Regions from separate parts of the Macaca mulatta genome. Here region 2 is linked to region 1. The links are chromatin contacts, called in public Hi-C maps. All regions are on one chromosome and are shown on one strand. The core of a region is the stretch at or near the end of the contact, and the rest is flanking DNA. Distances in the headings are between cores, read along the strand shown.

The links. A called contact is a pair of places that touch in the nucleus more often than the background predicts.
Region 2: a Hi-C map of fetal cortex germinal zone shows a contact between it and region 1, with 3 times the contacts expected there. The contact joins the promoter of DMRT3 here to the promoter of DMRT2 in region 1. A contact is called at or near these places in 2 of 14 Hi-C or Micro-C datasets (fetal cortex germinal zone and liver).

Annotation. Positions count from the first base shown.
Region 1 is chr15:98,390,278-98,392,977 of T2T-MMU8v2.0, forward strand. DMRT2 (doublesex and mab-3 related transcription factor 2) reads right to left here and starts at 1,348. Exons shown (of 5, transcript XM_077966159.1): 1 at 977-1,348.
Region 2 is chr15:98,465,137-98,467,836 of T2T-MMU8v2.0, forward strand. DMRT3 (doublesex and mab-3 related transcription factor 3) reads right to left here and starts at 1,448. Exons shown (of 2, transcript XM_001089961.5): 1 at 688-1,448. The coding sequence starts at 1,141.

The DNA of each region.
Region 1 (2,700 bases), core at 98-2,597:
CCTGTTCTCATTACATGTCCCTCACTTCCAGGCCACACGTGCCTTTCTTGTATCTCTAGGGCCCCCAGGGATCTACAACCCAAGAAAGGTTTTATTTTATTAATTCTAAGTGCTCTGTAAGTACCTGACCTTTAACCGTAGCCCTCTCTGGCTTTACACAGGCTTTCCGGACAAGTCCCTGGGTAACTCACTTATCACACACACAAAATATTGTATCCAACTAGGCTGGCCCAGGCCACTTGTCAGATTTCCCCATACTCAAGTAGTAAGGCCATGATGCATATGAAACTATCCGTGGAAGAACTGTTTTCCTTTCATTACAAGTGGCCCTTCAGACCCACTGAAGTACCACTCCATGCTTCCCAAATGCCTCTCATCAGCCTATATCACCACAAGGACCCCTCCTTGGGCTTGAAGAGGTCCTCTCACCCCCCTCCCCAAAATAATCAACTGAAAACCAAAATTTTGTTGTCATTAGACTCCCATAGGGGCAAAGAGCACAAAGCTACAGATGCCCGTCCAGCCTTAATAGTACTTGGGGCGCCACAGGGCTGAGCTGTGTGGGCTCTCTGTACTTAGGGCTTGGTTTACATCTTTAAGGCAAGGCATTCAAGTCAAACAGAAAAGGTGAAGGATGATTCACGCCCTTTGCCCTCCCTGACACCCCGAGCGGCATCACAGCACTCACCAAAACTTTGAGGCCCGGGCTGGTAGCCCAGTCAAAAGATATCCAGCTTTAGGATCTGGCGCTAGGGCTGCTGGCTGTGCATGCAAACAGAAATCGGGGTCGCTACCCTCAACCACGAAATCGGGAGCTGATAGCTGGAGGCCCGGAAAGAACCCACTGGATGGTGGAGAGGAGGGAGAAGGTGGAGGGAAGGAGAGAGGAAGCCAGTCAAGTCCTCAGCGACCTAGCCCAGCACATCCCGAACTCTGCAAAGTTCTGCTCGGTCTTCTGCAGCCTCGGGCGCCTCACCTTGCTGAGGCCGCTTTCGCTTCCTCTGACCCAAGCTGGGCGGGAAAGGTCGGGCCGCCCCCGCCTGGCTCAGATCGCGAGCTCACCGAGCGGGCGAGCGCAGCTGCTCTCAGCGCAGCGCCACTGGCTTCTGTCGCCAAAGTGCGCTCCCCTTCCTAGTATTATCCGCTCGGGCCCCAGAGCTTTACGTCCTCTGATTGGCCGGTTGTCAGGCGGTGTGTACACTGATTGGCCAAGGCACGCCGGCTGGGCGCCCTCCGCCTCTCGCGGTGTACACTCTCCTCCCTGAAGCGCTCCGCCAGAATCCGCCCGCCGGGCCTTCGGTGCAGCCGGGTCGCCTGTCCAGAATTTAAACCCGACGTATGACGGTGCCTGCAAGAGAGAAGTCGCCATTTATCTCGCAGACTGGGAAACAAGCAGAGATACACTCTGAGGAATGTAAGAGAAGGTAATAAACGACAAGAAAGAGATCAGAAGGACCAGTATTGGTCTCTATCAGCATCACAAGTATTTCGGCGACTCAATCAATAATTAATCTAAACTGGGCCTAAAAATGATGCCTCTCTATCTATCGGGGCGTACAGCGACATCCTTCTTTCTCCTGCAAGAGTGCATCAGTGGTTACCTGGCACCGAAGCTCCTAGTTAGCATACAAATGGCCTGTTGATATTTCTGTGTCTAGTGCCAAGTATTCTCGAAGTGCCAAATAGTTCCTCATTAACCTTCACCGAGCCCGTGTGGCAGGTGGCCAAGTCAACTACAAGTCACTTACATTTTTCTGCTGTATCAGTTGCTATTACGGTTAATTTGAGGAAGATCAGAAATGCATGCTATTAAGAGATTTAGGTGAATCCATTCACCCTAAGCATGCATTAAACAAACCTCTTTTTAAAAAAAAAGACTGCTTTTTAGTGTGCATAGTTGTATTTATAGACTTTCTAATGACTCCCTCAAAAAATCCTTTACAAAATGTTTAGCAATAAAAAAAATTCCAACATATTAAAAGAAGGAATTAGTCTTCTAATTAAACTCTGCTTTACATTTCTTGAACTCCATTTAAAGTAATATGGACGCTTTTCTAACTGCATCTGTAAATAATCAAGACCTCTCAAGTATGATCTGTTTAGGAGACTTTACAAAATTGAGTGTCATCGCACTGAGCACATAGTAGGCCTGCAACAAATACTTGTTGAAAGGTGGAAATTCCTGACGTAATTCAAACCTTACTTTTCTCCGAGTCTGTCAGAATGTTAAAAGTTAACCTAGCTCCGAGAGGTGGAAACAAAGGCAGCTTAGGAACTACCGTGGAACGCGACCTGCCAGAAGCACCATTCTCAAGCCTTTAGCGATGTTGGAAAGTTCCTCCCCGGTGACCAGGCACTGGGATTCCCATTTGTACGAGTGCTTCTTCCCAGAGCCTCTTGCGAAGCCCAATGAAGGAAGTAGAGAAACAGTCCTGCTTATTCTCTTCGGCTTTTCCGTAGCTCTGGAGACTCAGAGGGTGACTTGGGAGCGGTGCGCGCTCCGACAAGGGACAGGGGGTCACACAGACTGTTACTTCCTCTCCCTTGACACCACCTTGTAACACCAGGTTCTTTTTGCACATTTTAATACCCACTCATCAAAGCACATTTCCTTCACCTGCACTGGAGCGTTTAAATTCTCGACAGCAGCAGAAATATGTTCCTATCCCAATTTTTTCCATCGACGAAACTGAGGTTCAG
Region 2 (2,700 bases), core at 198-2,697, 75 kb after region 1:
TGGGCGCACCAGATTCTTGGTCCCATTATCAGCTCAGGAGCCTTTCGGGACCTTTTTACTATCATTGCTAAATGGAACTTATTTCACCAGTTACAAGAGTCTGAAGGCCACGGAGCAAAGCTAGAAAGGCCAGGGTTCTGAGAGCTGGATACTTGTCCTCACTCAAATTTTCCTGGGCCCTGGGCCGGGCCAGGCAGGCGGAAAAGCACAACCAGCTAGGAGTGTTGGGCTTTGGCGCCTTCCCTACACCTACCTACCCATTCCAACTCCCGAATGGCGAGGACCTCTAAAGCCTGCAGCCAGGAAAACCTTACTCCCCCCTCCGTGGTAAGTGTGAGCGCCTGGGTTTTAATTTGGTCCTGTCTCAACTCCGTTGTCTCCCTGCTCAATCTGACACGTTCCGAGCCCTTTAATCTGGGAAGGCACCTGGCGATCCTGACGCACAGTCCCGTCGTTTGGCTCCCCGGAGGCGCCTTCCCTGCGGGCGCGAGTGCTACTCGCTCTGGGTCCAGACTCAGCCGGCTTCTCCCGGGAGAGGAAGCCCCGGCCTGGCGGAGAGTGGGAAGGAAAGCCCCGCGAGGCCCACTTCCCAAAACTTTGCCTCCAGGCCTCCAAGTGGAGCTGCAGCAGACACTCCGAAGTTCGCCCACGCGCCCCGCCAAACTCCAGCACCTCACACACTCTTACCTGGCTTGGCGAGCTGCGCCTGCAGAGCCCCGGGTTGCGGCTCGGCGGTCCAGCGCAGCGTGGCGGCCGCGGCCAACTCGGCAGCAGGGCGCGGCGGCTGCGGCTGAGACGGCTGAGAGGCCGGCGGCGGCTGCGGGGCGGCGGCGGCGTCCCCAGGGGGCGGGGGCCCTGGGAGAGCGCGCAGCGAGTCTGGGATGAGGCTCTCCAGGCTCTCGTTGGCCTGCTGCCGGCGCAGCGCCACCTGCGCAGCCATGACCCGCTGCCGCTCGATGATGAGGATGCACTTCTCGCAGGTGCAGTCCTTGAAGCGGCAGTAACGCTTGTGGCCCTTGAGCCAGGACAGTACGCCGTGGTTGCGGCAGCGCGCGCACTTGGGCGTGCGCTGCAGGGGCGCCCGCGGCGGCTGCGACACCGGGCCGCCCATGTACAGGTAGGGGGAGCCGTAGCCGTTCATGCCCCGGGCTCCCGGATGAGTTGGCGGGCTGGCGGCGGGAGCGGGCCAGGGACCGCTGGACGGCGGGGCTGCGAGGCCCGCTTAGGGGCGGCCTCCGGGAGGCGCGGCCCTTGATCCCGCTGCCCCGGTGGTCGTGTGTGCTCCGGGGCGACTGGAGGTGCAGCAGCCGTCTCTCCAGCTCCCTTCGCGCTCACAGCTCGGTCTCCCAGCTCACGCCCAGCCAACCCCGACGCGGGCCGCTGCCTTGGGCGCGCAGCCGGGTCGGCACGTCCTTCTTAGCGGAAGCGCTGCGGCGGCTGCAAAGAGCCGGCGAGAGCTCTGATTAAGGTCTGAGCCAGCTCTTCTGCAGCTTTCTCGCGCGCTGGCGGGACCCAACACCTCCTCCGCCGCCCTCCCCCAACCCCTCCTCCTTCCTACCGCCACCCCCACCCCTGAGGTCCCTGTCTCCTTGCACTCCCCGCCCCACGCCTTTCTCCTTCTTTGCGCCCCTCGGGTGCCTGCACTTCACCTTCCTTGCCACCTGCAGCCAGGCCACTCTCGCGGGGGCGCTCACGGCCCCCTCCTCCAAGCCCTCTCCGCTACCCGAGCCCGCAGCGGGAGACTGCGGCGCTCCAGAACGCGGCGGTGCTAGCGGGGCGGAGAAGGGGAGGACCTGCGGGAGTGAGGGCGGGGGTGCCTGTAAGCGAGTGAGGTGGCCGCTCCCGTTCTCTCTCTTCTCCTCCCTCCAGTCCAGATCTGGCCGCGTTTTTCCGAGTCCAAGGCCGCTTTTATCCCGACATTTGGCCGCAGAAGCTCAGCTCCGGGAGAACTCGAACCTACTGGAGTGTTGCGGGGGCACCCCGGACCTAGGTGGAGTTTAGGATAGGGGAGTGGAGTACTGTTGGTTTAGCAAAGTTAGGTTCTTTTCGTAATTTCCTTTTAGAACGTATTTTTTTCTCTTTTGTTGCTTTAGAAGAAAATGGTTTTGGAGATCTGCAGGCCCAAGGATGACAACCCATTTTGCAGGCGAATTTTCCTTTTCTACCCTCCTATGTTTTAATATAAAAAAAAAGTCAGGGACGTACGTGTTCCCGTAAAGGATTTGTTAAGCGCCGGGTATAAACTTTGAAGAGGCAGACGCAGAAGCCACATTAGCGCCCGCAAAGTTACCGATATCCTTTCCTGTCTCCCAGCAGCCACTGAAAGCAAACGGAGGTCTTGCGCCAGCCACTCAATTCAAATCCCCACGGATTCTATGATTTAGTTATGGATATGGGATGGGGCCACTTTTTCACCTTCTTAACCCATAGACCCCAGTCATAGATGTCTTGAGGGAGAGGGTCCTTGCACAAGATGACAGCAGAAAACTTTGTTTAGATTATTTGCGTGTTACCATTCCCCCAGGAGTGGTGGGTTTGGCCTAGTGCAGGCTATCGCTATATATGCACGAGGAAGGCCCTCCCCGCTCGCACCTCCCCCCTGCCCATCGGCAAACAAACAAAAACCAAAAAAAAAAAACAGGTGGATACACTGCAGGGCAGCACAATAGCTCTATGCGAAGCGGGGCAGTTCCAGAGCCT